Regions from separate parts of the Mus musculus genome. Here all the other regions are linked to region 3. Evidence: chromatin contacts called from public HiCAR-type and HiChIP or PLAC-seq data. All regions are on one chromosome and are shown on one strand. The core of a region is the stretch at or near the end of the contact, and the rest is flanking DNA. Distances in the headings are between cores, read along the strand shown. Region 1 has its middle 14 kb from the start of Gm34576. Region 2 holds the start of Ssr3 (signal sequence receptor, gamma). Region 3 has its middle 72 kb from the start of Gm25755.

Evidence for each region. HiCAR-type assays count read pairs that join an accessible place to other places. HiChIP or PLAC-seq counts read pairs in DNA pulled down with a chosen protein or histone mark.
Region 1: a FOXA1 HiChIP or PLAC-seq map of pancreatic cancer cells shows a contact between it and region 3. The contact joins two enhancer-like sites. A contact is called at or near these places in 2 of 484 Hi-C or Micro-C datasets (embryonic stem cells and muscle stem cells) and 3 of 115 datasets of contacts at active chromatin or transcription factors (acute myeloid leukemia, bone marrow-derived macrophages and pancreatic cancer cells).
Region 2: a contact with region 3 is called in a HiCAR-type map of fibro-adipogenic progenitors, with 5 times the contacts expected there. The contact joins the promoter of Ssr3 here to the enhancer-like site in region 3. A contact is called at or near these places in 16 of 39 promoter capture datasets (the 3T3-L1 cell line, 3T3-L1-derived adipocytes, the C10 cell line and 9 more), 6 of 484 Hi-C or Micro-C datasets (DN2 thymocytes, bone marrow-derived macrophages, cochlea and 3 more), 11 of 115 datasets of contacts at active chromatin or transcription factors (bone marrow-derived macrophages, cardiomyocytes, craniofacial prominence and 8 more) and 3 of 9 other capture datasets (adipose tissue, embryonic stem cells and macrophages).

Annotation. Positions count from the first base shown.
Region 1 is chr3:65,433,085-65,437,538 of GRCm38.p6, reverse strand. No RefSeq gene overlaps it. Among named protein-coding and RNA genes, the nearest start is that of Gm34576, 14 kb to the left of the region's middle. Within about 2 kb of position 1,943, at least 95 of the 459 cell types and tissues checked have an H3K27ac peak or open chromatin away from gene starts, as enhancers often do. A contact at or near this core is called in muscle stem cells and pancreatic cancer cells, where this site is marked.
Region 2 is chr3:65,389,803-65,394,581 of GRCm38.p6, reverse strand. It overlaps Ssr3 (signal sequence receptor, gamma), which reads left to right and starts at 2,029. Exons shown (of 5, transcript NM_026155.3): 1 at 2,029-2,177; 2 at 3,131-3,257. The coding sequence starts at 2,045. It also overlaps the pseudogene Gm5540.
Region 3 is chr3:65,841,068-65,845,909 of GRCm38.p6, reverse strand. No RefSeq gene overlaps it. Among named protein-coding and RNA genes, the nearest start is that of Gm25755, 72 kb to the right of the region's middle. Within about 2 kb of position 1,404, at least 65 of the 459 cell types and tissues checked have an H3K27ac peak or open chromatin away from gene starts, as enhancers often do. A contact at or near this core is called in embryonic fibroblasts, fibro-adipogenic progenitors, liver and 2 more, where this site is marked.

The DNA.
Region 1 (4,454 bases), core at 694-3,193, 410 kb after region 3:
GTGAGAGGGTTGGGGGGAGGAAGAGAGTGTCAGTAGATACTAAGTCTCTTTTTCTGTACTAGGGAAATTGTTCAAGCTTGGTTCTGGTTCCTGTGGAAAATACCATTAGGCAAAGCAGTGGGAAGGAAAGGGTTATTTCTGCTTCCAGGTTAGAGTCCATCTCTCAGGAAGCCCAGGAAGGAGTGTAAGGCAGAAACATCATCTCAGCTAGGGTTACTGTTGCTGCTGTGAAACCCCATGACCAAGAGAAACTCATGAAGCAAAAGGTTTACTTCATTCACAGTTCCATATATCAGTTCACCATCAAAAGCAGTGAGGACAGGAACTCAAGCAGGGCAGGAACCTGGAGGCAGGAGCTGATGCAGAGGCCATGGAGGGTGCTGCTTACTGGCTTGCTCCCTATGACTTGCTCAGCCCGCTTTCTTATAGAAGTCAAGTGTGTCCAGCTCAAAGATGGCACCATTCACAATGGACTTAAGCCTCCCACATTAATCGCTAGTTGGGATAATGCTTACAGGCTTGCCTCTAGGCCAATCTTATGGAGGCCTTTTCTCAGTTTCGGTTCCCTCCTCTCAGCTGATTTTAGATTGTGTCAAGTTGACATAAAGTTGTATGGCACAAACATAGAGGCAGGAATTAAAGCAGAGGCCGTGGGTGACTGCTGCTTGCTGGCTTGTTCATCTAGCTTTCTCATAAAGTCCAGGCTAACTAGGCCAGGGATGGCACCCCCCACTGTGGGCTAGACTTTACTATAATAATCAACAACATGCCCCACAGACATATTCTAGGCCAGTCTGGTACAGGTGATTCTTCAGTTGAGGTTCTCTCTTCCCAGCTGTGTTGAATTGACAACTATGAATAGCTATCACAAGGGTTTTCTGAAACTGGGCTGGGGTATATAGCTCCGTGGCAGGGCACTAACATAAGTATTTACCATGTGGGCTACATGTTTGAAATGTGGAAATTTTGCTTTGCAATGCGTGTAAATAAGCAAAGTGTGGGATGGGAAAAGGAACCTGTCACTTGCCCCAGCCCTGCCTTGCACAAAGCCCTGGGATGTAGAAAAAACGAGAGAGTAAATTAGCAATGGCTAATTATAATTCTGCAAATGTATGGGATGTGGGTTATATTGCAACAAAGCAACTTCCACACAGTGATAGATAACATTTTCAGAGCAGAATATAGCCATGTTTCTAATTAATTCCAATTAATTCTTATAGTACTCAGCGAGATAGGAACCATGGCAGGAAGGAAAGTACCAGTCTAAACTAACGGACTTTGGAGGTTCCCGGAGGAAACTATCCAAGGCCACACAGCAAGTCGGCTGAATGCCTGGCTCCTGAATACACACTTAATTTTACCCTGCCCTCTTTTGGCTAGGAAACCATTAAGAGCTTCAGTTTTCAGTTTTGAGATAAACCGAGGTTTTGATCTTGACCCTGATGCTTCCCAGTCAAGTGATCCTGGGCCAGCTACTGAAGTTGGTTTTCTGATATGTCCAGTAGAGATAATAATAGTGCATAGCTCATGGGATTGGTGTTTTGCACTGGGACTATCTATAGTAAGCTGTTATTAACTACGAAGTTCTTTTCTGTAGTGTTATCACTGGGTTGAGAACTGAAAAGCACTATACAAACCAAAACAGCAGGCAGTCAAACACTGTAGCAACTTGAAGAGTCAGCTTATTATTTCTGCAAGGGTGGAATTTTGTTTCCTATATAGAAATGCCCCAGTAAGCCAGCTCTCTGGCATGCTACCTTTTATATAATAACACAATTCAAAGTATAAAAAGAGTCAAAGTTTTAAATGAGGATTAAAGTATTTACCACGTGGGCCACATGTTTGAAATGTGGGAATTTTGCTGTGCCGTGCATGAAAACAAGCAAGTGTGGGCTGGGGAAGAAATGTGTCATTTGCCCAGCACTGGCCTGCAAGGGCAGAGCGACCTCACACGAGAAGAAAAATGCCAGTAATTTCCAAACTAATCTAATTTTAAATTTTAGGACTTTTCATTTCTTTGTGTAGAGACAGACTTATTCTTTGAAGAACAAACAAGACAAAACAAAACCTGGCACCGCCCATGCTAAAAGAAACCAAGTCTGACTGCTCCGTGCCACTCGGTTCACTTGGAAGGTAGGGAAGTTAGTCAAAGCCATTGTGGTTTTCTGAGTGCCCAGTGGTTTCTTTGAACACAGTTTGTGACTAGAATTTATTTTTTATGCTTTATTTTGGGCTTGGCACAGTTCGCTAGGGTATGATTCAGTCTCTCATATCCGATTACTTTCCTGCTAACTCAACGAACCCACTCTGGGTTTCTACCCAGTGGTGAACGCACCACACCATTGGTTTGCCTGATCAGGTCATCTTTGACTCCTCCTCTTCTCTCCCACAGCCAGTCGGTGGGTGCGCGCTCCGCTCTGTAGGCTTCCTCCAAAATGCCTTTAGTACCTTTGTCTCTTTAACTCCTTTACCGCAGTCCAAGTCTATCTCCTGCCGTGGCTTCTGTCATGTTCCACACAGCCAATTCTCCGCAGAGCAACTTGAAAGAGATTTATTTAAATGACTAATCATTTCAGTCACCTGCCTAAAAGCTGACTTTAGATAAAAAAAAAATCCCCAAACACAATTATTGGAAGTTTTTAAAAGATGTTCATGGTTATTAATCACCAGGGAAAGTACCATGAGATTCTGTTACACATCACAAAATGGCTAAAATTAAAAGCCTGACCAGTACCACATATTGCAAGGCAGTGGAGGAGCTAGAACTTGCATACAGTGCTAATGGGTGGCAACACATCCCGAGTCTGGAAAGTTGCTTAGCAATATATCTCAGTGTGTTCTAACTGGGCTTCCTAACTGTCTCGATCACTGTCTTACTATTGTAAAGACACACCACAACAAAGGAAATACATAAAAGAAAGCATTTTATTTAGGGGCTTGCTTACAGCTTTAGAGTCTAGTCTATAACCATCATGGCCGGGAACATGTCAGCAGTCAGGCAACTGGAACCTTAGCTGAGAGTTTTCATTTTAATTTTTTTTTAAATGTGAAATTAACATTTTTATTGGATATTTTCTTTATTTACATTTCAAATGTTATCCTCTTTCCTGGTTTCACCCCCTCCTGGAACCCCCCTGTCACATCCCCCCTCCACCTGCTTCTATGATGATTTTCATAAGGAAAATTGGTCTGAAGTTCTTTTTCTTTGTTTAGCCTTTGTGTGGTTTAGGTATCAATGTAATTGTGGCTTCATAGAATGAATTGGATAGTGTACCTTCTGTTTCTATTTTGTGGAATAGTTTGAAGAGTATTGGTATTAGGTCTTCTTTAAAGGTCTGATAGAATTCTCTACTAAACCCATCTGGTCCTGGGCTTTTTTTGGTTGGGAGACTACTAATGACAGCTTCTATTTCTTTAGGGGTTATGGGGCTGTTTAGATGGCTTATCTGATCCTGTTTTAACTTTGGCACCTAGTATCTGTCTAGAAAATTGTCCATCTCATTCAGATTTTCCAATTTTGTTGATTATAAGCTTTTATAGAGGGATCTGATGATTTTTTGAATTTCCACGATGTCCATTGTTATGTCTCTCTTTTCATGTCTGGTTTTATTAATTTGGATACTATCTCTGTGCCGTCTGGTTAGTCTGGCTAAGGGTTTATCTATCTTGTTGTTTTTCTCGAAGAACCAGCTGCTGGTTTTGTTGATTCTTTGTTTAGTTCTTTTTGTTTCTATTTGATTGATTTCAGCCTTGAGTTTGATTATTTCCTGCCCCTCTTGGGTACATTTACTTCTTTTTGTTCTAGAGCTTTCAGGTGTGCTGTCAAGCTGCTAGTGTAAGCTCTCTCCGGGTTCTTTTTGGAGGCACTTAGAGCTATGAGTTTCCTCTCACCACTGCTTTCATTGTGTCACATAAGTTTGGTATACGTGTCTTTCATTTTCATTAAATTCTAAAAAGCCTTTAATTTCTTTCTTTATTTCTTCCTTGTCCTTCCTGTGATCCTGGTTGTGTCAGAACTCCTCAGAGTCCAGCTGCCTCTGTGGTTCTGTGATTCAGGGATCTTGTGATCCTGAGATCTTGGGTATGTCAGAGTTCCTGGGAGTCAAGCTACCTCTGGGATCCTGAGATCCTGGTGTGACCAAGCTCCTGAGATCCTGTGATCCTAGGTGTGTTAGAGCACTTGGGAGTGGGACTGACTGTGAATTTCGAGCCCAAGGTCTGTTCAAGGCACCCACCCAGACGGGAAGGCACTTACATCTTAGAAACAGCAGGCAGATAGAGAGACTGGGCCTGATGTGGCCTTTTGAAACCTCAAGCCCACTCCAGTGACACCTTCTCCAACAAGGCTATATCTCCTAATCCTTCCTAAATAGTTAAAAAAAATACCCAGAGTCGATGGCTCCTTATAGCCATACAAAGATGTTGAAGTATTTGCTGCTTTAGTTGGCCACGTG
Region 2 (4,779 bases), core at 780-3,279, 450 kb after region 3:
GGGACTGTTCTCTGTGGTTCCATAAACAACCACCAGCTCCTTCATGTTCATCTTGTTGATGATGGCTCGAATCAATTCCGGGGGTGCTGGGGACCCAGCAATCACACCTCCACGAATGCTTGTGAAATCATAACTGGAGAAGTCTGGCTGATTCAGAATATCCACAAACATCGTGGGTGTGCCATACAGGAGGGTGCCTTTCTCTCTGCTGATGGCTTCCAATGCCTTCTTGCCATTGAAGCTTGGAAAAGACAGGAGGAGAGTGGCACCATGCATCATAGACACCATTGTGCCCCCCACGGAGCCCAGGCAGTGGTACAGGGGACTGGGCAGGACCACGCGCAACTCCTCTGCAGTCTTTGTGGGCATCTTCAGACGCTGGCCTATCAGCATGGAGTTGTTTACGATGTTGTGGTGGGAAAGAGTGGCCCCCTTGGGGTTTCCAGTTGTCCCCGAGGTGAACTGGATGTTGATGGGGTCGTAGCAGGACAAGAACCGCTGGTTGTACCGCAGCTGGGCTAGGTTCTGTTCCTTGCCACCGGCTGCCACGATGTTATCCAGGAGCAGGGTCCCCGGCAGAGGGGCATCCACGGAGATGACTGTAGTCAGGTCTGGGAGTCTCTCACTCTTCAAGGCCCCTGGCTGAGCCTTTTCCAGCTCAGGACAGACCTGCTTCAGGATGTCGTAGTACTGCTGGGTCTTGAATTGTTTGGGAAACACAATACCTTTGCAGCCTACCTTTCTGAGGACATATTCCAGTTCTGAGGACTGGTAGGCTGGGTTCACAGACACCAGGATGATGCCTGCCTGGGCAGTAGCCAGCTGAATAAGTACCCAGGCATAGGAGTTGGGTCCCTGCATGCCCAGCCGGTCACCCTTGCGGAGGCCAATGCTCAGAAGACCAGAAGCAGCTTTGTCCACCTCCTCCTTGAGCTGCGCAAAGTTCAGCCTGATGTTTTCATGGAGGATAACCAAAGCCTCTCTGTCGGGGAACCTCTGCGCTGTGGCGTCAAGGCACTCGCCCACAGTTGTGTTCACAAGATGGGAGTCGGTGTGGCCCTGAATGTAGCTGAGGCCTCCAATGGGCAAGGGGTTGGTGCAGTTCACCATTCCAGAACTGAGAGCGCGGACACTCTGCAACTTCGAGTTCGGCCGAGGGCGAGTGAGCAGCGTCCGGGGGCCCCGCGCCCCCAGGCTCGCGATACACAGCCTCCCGAAGCGCAGCATCCCGTGATAGACAGCCATGGCTCGCTTCCGCCGCGGGTCTGGGCCAGGAGTAAAACTCCACAAGAGTTTTTTTATTTTCCAATTCTAAAGACTGTAATGAGAGAGTCTTTTAGAGGCTAAGAGGCTTTGTTGATTAAAATGATGTAATAGTAATAATAATAATAATAATAATAATAATAATAATAATAATAAATTAAACCATGCAGATGGCTCAGAGGGTAAAGACACAAACGTGACAATTTGGTTCAATCTCTGGGACCCAGAAAGTAAAAGTAGACAACTAACTTCCTCAAGTTGTGTTCTGACAACGTTGTGGCACGGCCCTCCAACCAATCAATCAATCAACTAATCATCAATCAACCAATGAGCCAATTGTTCAATCAATGTAATAAATTTAAAAAGAAATATAAAGTGCACATGTGGAATGAAATACCAATAACGTTAGTTAGTTCGTTAGCTAGCTGGTTAGTTAGTTAAAACAGTACTGCTTGTATGGTTGCTCATTTCGATTATCCAAGCCTGTCTCTGGAGACTGAGGCAGGCGAGTTAGAGAGCAGCTCTAAACTACACACTAAACTACAAATCCCTTCATTCTTTGTGGCATTGAGGCGCCACGTACCCTGAAGGATGCGGAAGTCTTGTTCGCATGCCCAATCGTACCTCGACGCTTGTGAAACGACGGCAAGATGGCCAATCCCGAAGCAGCGTACCCTGCGGAGTCCCGCCTCCGCGTTGCGCTGACGGGTCGCGGGCGGATACGCGGCCTTCTGAACCTTCCCTGCCTCCCTGCTCCCGGCCTCCAGTCTTCAGCTCGGCCATGGCTCCCAAAGGCGGCTCCAAGCAGCAGTCCGAGGAGGACCTGCTCCTTCAGGATTTCAGCCGCAACCTGTCGGCCAAATCGTCGGCGCTGTTCTTCGGGAACGCGTTCATCGTGTCTGCCATCCCCATCTGTGAGCTTCGGGCGGGCGGCGGTGGCGGCGGGGACGTGGCGGGCGCGGCGGGGAGGCCTAGTGTCCGGAGCAGCGTCCTCGGGAAGTCACTCGCGGCGTGCTTCTGAGCCGGGCGCGGGTTCTGGCCCGGAATCTCTTTTTGGTACACTGCCCTTCTCCTCACCACTGTTGGACACTAGGATGTCTTTAATGAACCGGGCGGGGGAGCCACTGATAAACCTTCACTGAATTAGCAGCGTGACCCGTGGCAAACCTCCCCTTACTCCCGAGCATCCTTTGGACGTGCAGAATGCCAAGTTAGGCCTTGCCCGAGGTCCGCGATCAGCCTTGTTTAGGATTTCAATAACTCCTAGAGAGCAGCTCGAGCCTTCTCGATTGAATGAGAAACTGCCCACTTGAAGGCCAAAACTGTCTCCAAGTCCAGGTTTTCCGAGTTTCCTGTCTCCTGACCCGCACTGCCGCAGTGCTGCAGGCCAATCATGTCCAAAAAAAGTTCTTTGTTATTTTGGCCTTGTAAAAAGCTCAGCTTGCAGTGAATGTGGTGTGGAGCCCCCTGGGTTCACTGGCCCGACAAAGCATTGTTTGGATTTCAGTGAGCAGCCACGTCAGCAAGTTAACCAAAGTTTTGGGACAGCGGTTGATTTAAAATGGCCCGTGTTTTAACTTCCTAGTATTCCATGAGTGAAATTGTTATTATTTGTAATCCCCACTCCCAGTTTGTTCTCAAGTTAGAAGATGAAATTTCTAGACTAGCAATATCCCCACAGCCTACCTTTCTGTACTGGGAAAGCCCTGAACTGGGACAAACCCAGTTTATTGTCTATCTCACCTCTAGTGAAGTTTTTCGGATACTGGGTGGGATTTACTGACTCTCATTTACCTGGCTTAGCTGTAGTCTGGCATGTGCAATGGGGCAGTGATGTTGTGTGTCCCTTGCTTTTGTCTTATCTCAGGGTTGTATTGGAGAATATGGCATATGGATCTCATCCAGTCTGCTGTGCTCTACAGTGTGATGACCTTAGTAAGCACTTACTTAGTAGCCTTCGCGTACAAGAATGTAAAATTTGTTCTGAAGCACAAGTAAGTACCCTAAACCCAACCCCAGTCTGCATATTTTATGTTAGGGGGTCTTAAACATGATTTATAAGCATTAGTTTGAAATGTGTATGTAGTTAATCGTGAACCATATGACACTTCTGTGGAAATAGGTTTTGAGGGTGGAGTTTGAATATTCATTCCCAGTCTTCAATTGATGGTTTGGTCAGAAAAACAAGTCTATTAAATCAATGAATGTTTCCGAAACTCAGTGGATTTCTTTCTAGAAATTATTTTAGGCTGCCCATTTACTAATTTTGGAAGCAAAAAATTAAAAATTCTCTGACATTTTCAATGCCAGTTACTTTTTTTTTTTTTTTTTTTAATCTTGTAAGTCTATTCACTGTAGAAGACAACCCTATTTCTTGAATTTCAAGATCACGTATAAGACGAATTATTTTACTAGCTTTAGGAGAAGAAAACCCAAGTTTTTTTTTTTTTTTACACAAAGTTCTTTCTTTTTAAAAAATTTTTATATGAGTATACTATAGCTGTTTTCAGACACACTAGAAGATAGCATTGGATCCCATTACATATATTCTATGAGCCACCATTTGGTGGCTGGGAATGGAACTCAGGACCTCTAGAAGAGCAGTTAGTGTTCTTTAACCACTAAGCCATATCTCCAGCCTGGAAAACCTAAGTTTTACCTCAGTAAATTTTTATGTTTTAAGCACTTGTGTACTCTGCTTTCCTAAAAATAAAACAGGAGGGTGTAGCAGGCTATTCCCTTATTTGTTCAATAGGGCCTTTTAGGTTTTTCTTTGAAGTATTATTATTTTTTTTAAAAATAATTAACTCTTTTACTTTTGAACTGCGCTTGTGTGTTTGTGTCTGTGGTTTGGTGTGTCTCTTGCCTGAGGGGCCAGAAGATAGTGATAGATTTCTGGAACTGGAATTGCACATAGTTCTGAGCCACCTGATAGAGGTGCTGGGAACTGAACTCAGCTCTTCTGCAAGAGCAATGTGTACTCTTAACTATTGAGCCTTCTCTTGAGCTTCTAAAGTAATTTTTTAAAGGCAGTAGGTATTCCGATCTTAAATTTGTCATCTATTTACTGTTTTAAAATTTCTCACAGTATCCACACTTGACTAGAAACTAGTTTTGTTTAGATTGATATAGCAGTCTGCATCTGGTCTCTTGAAACAAAATTTAGAGTGTACTCTGACACACATTGCTTAAAGCTATTTGATGATACTTTTCCTTGCATTGTTTATATTTTATGGGATAAAAAATCACACATGCTCGTGAGGGGCTGGAGTGGTGGCTCATTGGTTAAGCTACTCGATGCTCTTCCAGAGGACTCAGTTTCAATTCTCAGCACCCACATGGTAGCTCACAACTGTCTGTAACTCTAGTTTTAGGGGATCTTATGCCTCCTGGTCTTGGGTACCAGGCATGCCTGTAGTGTACAGATATACAAACAGGCAAAATACATCACCATCATCTTTTTTTTTTTTTTTCCAAGACAGGGTTTCTCTCTGTGTAGTCCTGGCTGTCCTGGAA
Region 3 (4,842 bases), core at 155-2,654:
CATAAAGCATCACTCAATGTCTTTCAGAGACTCTTTCTCAACACATCATTCACATGCTAGAACACAGAGAGGCCTTTAGATCCATGGGGAAAGTTGAGTAAAGGGTCCAGGATTTGTGTGGAACACATTATGTCAAGACATGAGAATGACAGTCATGGCTGCTGACAGAGAAAGCTTGCTTGCCCAACAGTGACCCAGTATGGCTGCACCCTCATGGACCAGCTGGCAGTACAGACAGATTTGGGGAGACAGCTGGGGACTACTCATGAGAAAGTCAAAGATTTGCAACAACAAGGAGGTTGTTGTTCTTACATGTGTCTCTCTAACCCTAGGTAAGGTACCTTGCTTCAGGAGGCGAAGTGGGACTCTGTAGGTTGGTTTAGTCAGACAGGAGCTATCATCACATGGGCAAGAACGCCAAGAATGCCAGTCTCTGCTCTGACACGCAGACCCTGTTGGAAGAAGTACTTCCCGTGTTGGCTTTGTTCTTCTAAACACAAGTCCACAAAACAGGCTTCAGAGGAGACTTGGAACCTGGCCAGAAGCCACTTCAGGCAAGTCACAGACAGCGGTGAGTCCCACTCACCAGCCCTTGTTTTTCCCATGGGTCACAATACAATGACCTCACAGAACAGTTGGAAGAATGAGTTTAAACAGGGGTCATTAGGTTGGAGTTACTGTCTGAACAGGCTTCAAGAGGGTCTGCGAAGCCTGGCATTTTCATGAAGCACTTGTACATATTTACATGTGTCCTCTTGAGGAGGGCCTAGGCCCTGCCTTCTACTGCAATTTCAAAGAACGTTGGCACTTTCACAAGGTTAAGAATCACTGCTTGGGAACCGTGTGGATGTGTGACTGCAAGCATCCAGTTAAACTATGGCCAGCAAGAACTTTGGAAGTCAAAGGAACACAGAGGAGCATTTGCTGCGTGAGACTCACAGGGGAAAAAAAAGTAGAAAATGTGACTTTTGACCCTCTGTAGCAAACAGCACCTTTTGGACATGACCTTAAATGAAGTCAGTGGTTGAAACTGAGAGGATAAACAGCATATCTGACTGGTCAGAAGACGTTAAAAGCCTTGTAAATGCAGGTGGTAGAAGCAGACTGTTGGCTGCAGTGGTCGGAAGGTGTGTGCAGTGTGTGGGAAAGATGTTCAAAGGGAGGGAAGGATGGACAGGGGCAAGAACTTTCCTGCTTGGTCTACACCCCCACCCCACCCCCGAGGATGCTGGAGGAAGCTGAGCTCAGGAGCAGACCTTCAGTCATGGTCCATCCCGAATGTAGTTTCACATGTGCATGAACTGTTTTTGGTTCTTTAGCCTCTGCGCCACAGGCGAGGCTGAGGGGCTTGTGACTCACTGTGGGTAGAAAGGGATGACTTCCAGTGACTAACGTCTTTAGGCAGGAGGCTCTTCATTCTTGCTGTGAGACTCATAGGGCCTCTCCCACTTCCATCGCCGAAGTCCTCCAGGCGGGCCTCCTGCGACCACACCCCAAAATCTACTTACAGAAGACTAAGCAAAGCAGTTGGAAAGCAAGAAACAAATTTTGGAGAAAAAATGAGTCCATTGGAAGAGAACTTTGCTGACGCCTTTATATGTCTCTGATGATATGGGTGGGGCCGCTGTAATCCTTGCTGTGGAGATGACTCCCTGAGCTCTGCCTGGAGTTTGGCTCCACTGACTGATAAGGCTACCGGTCCCTGGATGGATCAAGGACATTTAAATAAATGCTGTCTCTTCAGAGATAATTTCTTAAGTTTGTGATTCCTAAATTTTATAGAGATACATAATGTCCATGCTGAAGGAAGGCATAGAGGAAATATTCTGGTCCTGTATCCGGCCTCTGATACTTCAAGCACATGTATCCTGCAACATCTTCCCTTTGCTGTCAGCTGGTCTTCTCATATCATCTGTCAAATCAGCCTTCTCCACCACCCTCCTATCCTTCACTTCCACCACACCTAGGGAGAACCATTATGGGGTCTAATTCATTGTATCACCAATGCATGCTGTACAGGAATCAATCAACTCCTGTTTCTACTTAACACACCACATCTATATGATCAGCGACCTCCCTGTATGAAGCATACTGATGTTAAACAACTCTTGATGTAAAATCCTTTCTGAACAGTATTTGTGCTGCAGCTGGTAAGAATTTCTTTTCAGTCTGCGAGAAGCTTCATCCACACTCAGCACTATAAAGCCCTCATGCTTTTTATCTTTCTTGAATTGTCCATAGGTATAGGGATACAGTTCACCAACAGTCCCTGCTAAAGTCAAATATCCTCTCTGATGCTATCTTTCACAAGACAACAATCCATTTACAGGAGAGAAAAACAACTCCCAGGACCAGAGATCCTCCAGCTAGAGAGAACAGACCCAACTTTTGCTTTCTTCATTAGTTTTAGTATGCTTTTTTCCCCTCTGCTGCTTCACTTCAGAAAAGACAGATAATCACCACCTTTATGAGTCAGAATCATAGCTCAGCACCTGCTAGGAAATTGAAAAATATTTCCCCATGTCACATTACAGAGTGACACTCATTGTCTTCACACGGCTGCTGGCATTCACGAGTTTGCCAAAGTGACTGCACTGGAGGCTCTGAAAGCCAGAGCGATAATGAAAAACAATGACTGAAGACATTGCCAAATGCCAGCACATAAAGATAGTAACATGAACTTGATAAACTCGGGCTTTCATTCCTTTTAAATTGTGCAGAGGTTAATAAAGGAGATTCTGTTTATCTCCAGCACAACAAAGTAACAGATGCAGGAAGTTCTGAGTGGTTTTCTTGTTTGTTTTGTCTTGTTTTTTTTAAATGCAGTCATTTCACTATTGGGCACAGAGTTCACTCCAGTCTGTGCTCATAAAGGAGAATCAATATGCTCAGTATCACAGGCCTAAGCTTAAAAGGGAAACTCATGTCCTGATGCAACAGCATTCAGCATGTGAAAAGGTAGGGACTGACAATAGAGCTTCTTGCCCAATTGCCACGTAAAGTAATAAAGATCAAAATATTACTGATCTACAGATGGCAAGTGAATGCTTGATATCTCTCCAAGCCAAGCAAAAGATGCATCAACGTTTTCAGTGATCTCTGCTGCATCTACACTGTAGCTTCAAGTGTGTTTCTGTTCAAGAACAATGTCCAGCTTCTCGGAAATGGGAAACACGGGTGCTGCAATACTTCAAGGACAGTCACATTGAAATACCCAGCCCAGCTGGCTGGTTCAATTCCAAGGCTGTGGTGTGGTCTCTGAAGATAGAAAAAGGGCAGTTCATGCCTTAGGTTATGGCGCTAGGAGGTGACTTTGTAGTTTAGAGGACCTGGCTTTCCTTTTGGGTAGGTGGTGATGGTTATATCCCTTGTCAGTTTTCATTATTTTTTTTCTTTATTGTCCCCAATGTGGGGATTGACAGAGCATATGTACACCCATTGAACATACCCATAACCGTATACTGCTTTGTTTGCTTTTATTTTTAAAGTATATATATATATATATATATATATATATATATATATATATATATACACATATATATATTTAAAGTATATACATATATATTCATATATATATATTTAAAGTATATACATATATATATTCTTTAAAATTGTGTGTGTGTGTGTGTGCGCGCGAGCGGAGGTTAGGAGAGGGTGTTAGATACCCTTGAACTGGCATTACAAGTGATTGTGAGCTACTTGATGTGGGTGCTGGGAGCTGAATTCAGGCCTTCGGGAGGAGCAGAAAGATCTTAACCACTGAGCCCTCTCTCCAGCTTTTTTTTTTTTTTTTTGACAGACTCACACACGTAGATAATGAACTGGGCCTTATTTCTTTCTCTTGCTGAAACCATCTTCCCGACAGGTTCCCTTCTGCTTTACTTCTTCCTGTGTGACTCTCAGTGTTTAAATAGGGCTGCCCGAATGAGAGTGGATGCGAGCTTTTGTTTAGTTTTTCACTCTGGGGAACTATCAGTGGTTTTAACACTAAAGTGACATGCCTTCCGGTCTCCATTAACTGTGAATTGTCTCGCAGGACAATTGTTTCCCCTCCCTTCATGAGCTGAGGAACCTGATGTTGTACAGGTCTGCTGAGTTTGTGAGCGCATTAGCCATGGCCCTGGCGTGTTCACAAGACTGCATCAGTCCTTCCCAACCTGGGACTCTCACAATCTTTCCACGCTCTTCTACAATGGTCCCTAAGCCTTGGAGGAGAGTGTGATAGGCAACATAGATGTCCCATTTAGGGGCAAGCACTCCATTTTCTGCACTTTCCCCAACAGTTTGTTTTTTTATTTTTTTAAATAGACAATCCACTGCAAAAAGGAGCAAAGAAGCGTCTTTGATTAAAGCTGAGCGTTTCACTAATCTATTATGAACATAAAGGTGACTAGGTAGAAGGTATTTGCAGTTAGCAAAGCACTAGTTAGTAGATTCTTCCCTGGAGCCTGTGACCATACCAACCTTAGGTCACAGTTTCAAGCTGGTGATAAGCCAAGGCTTATAGCTCCCAGCATTCGTTCCCTTTTGTGGAAGGGCTTAGATCCAATTAGGAAGAGACTGGTTGCTACATACTGCTTGCGCCAACGGGTGTGGGTGTGCCTTTCCAGGCTACTCATCACTGTAACTCACAGCTAGGCGAGGCAGTTCATGGGCATCTCCTGTGGCAGCCTCCGTAGCATTCACCGTATGATACCTATCTAGATGGGAGATAGCATCCAATTCAGTTCCAGCGTGGTTTCTCCATATCCCGTGACTGTGTGTGGTGTCTTCCACAGCAAAGTCTTACCACCAGGTTTTGGCAGACAACTGAGAACAATGGTACTTGTTGGAGGCCCT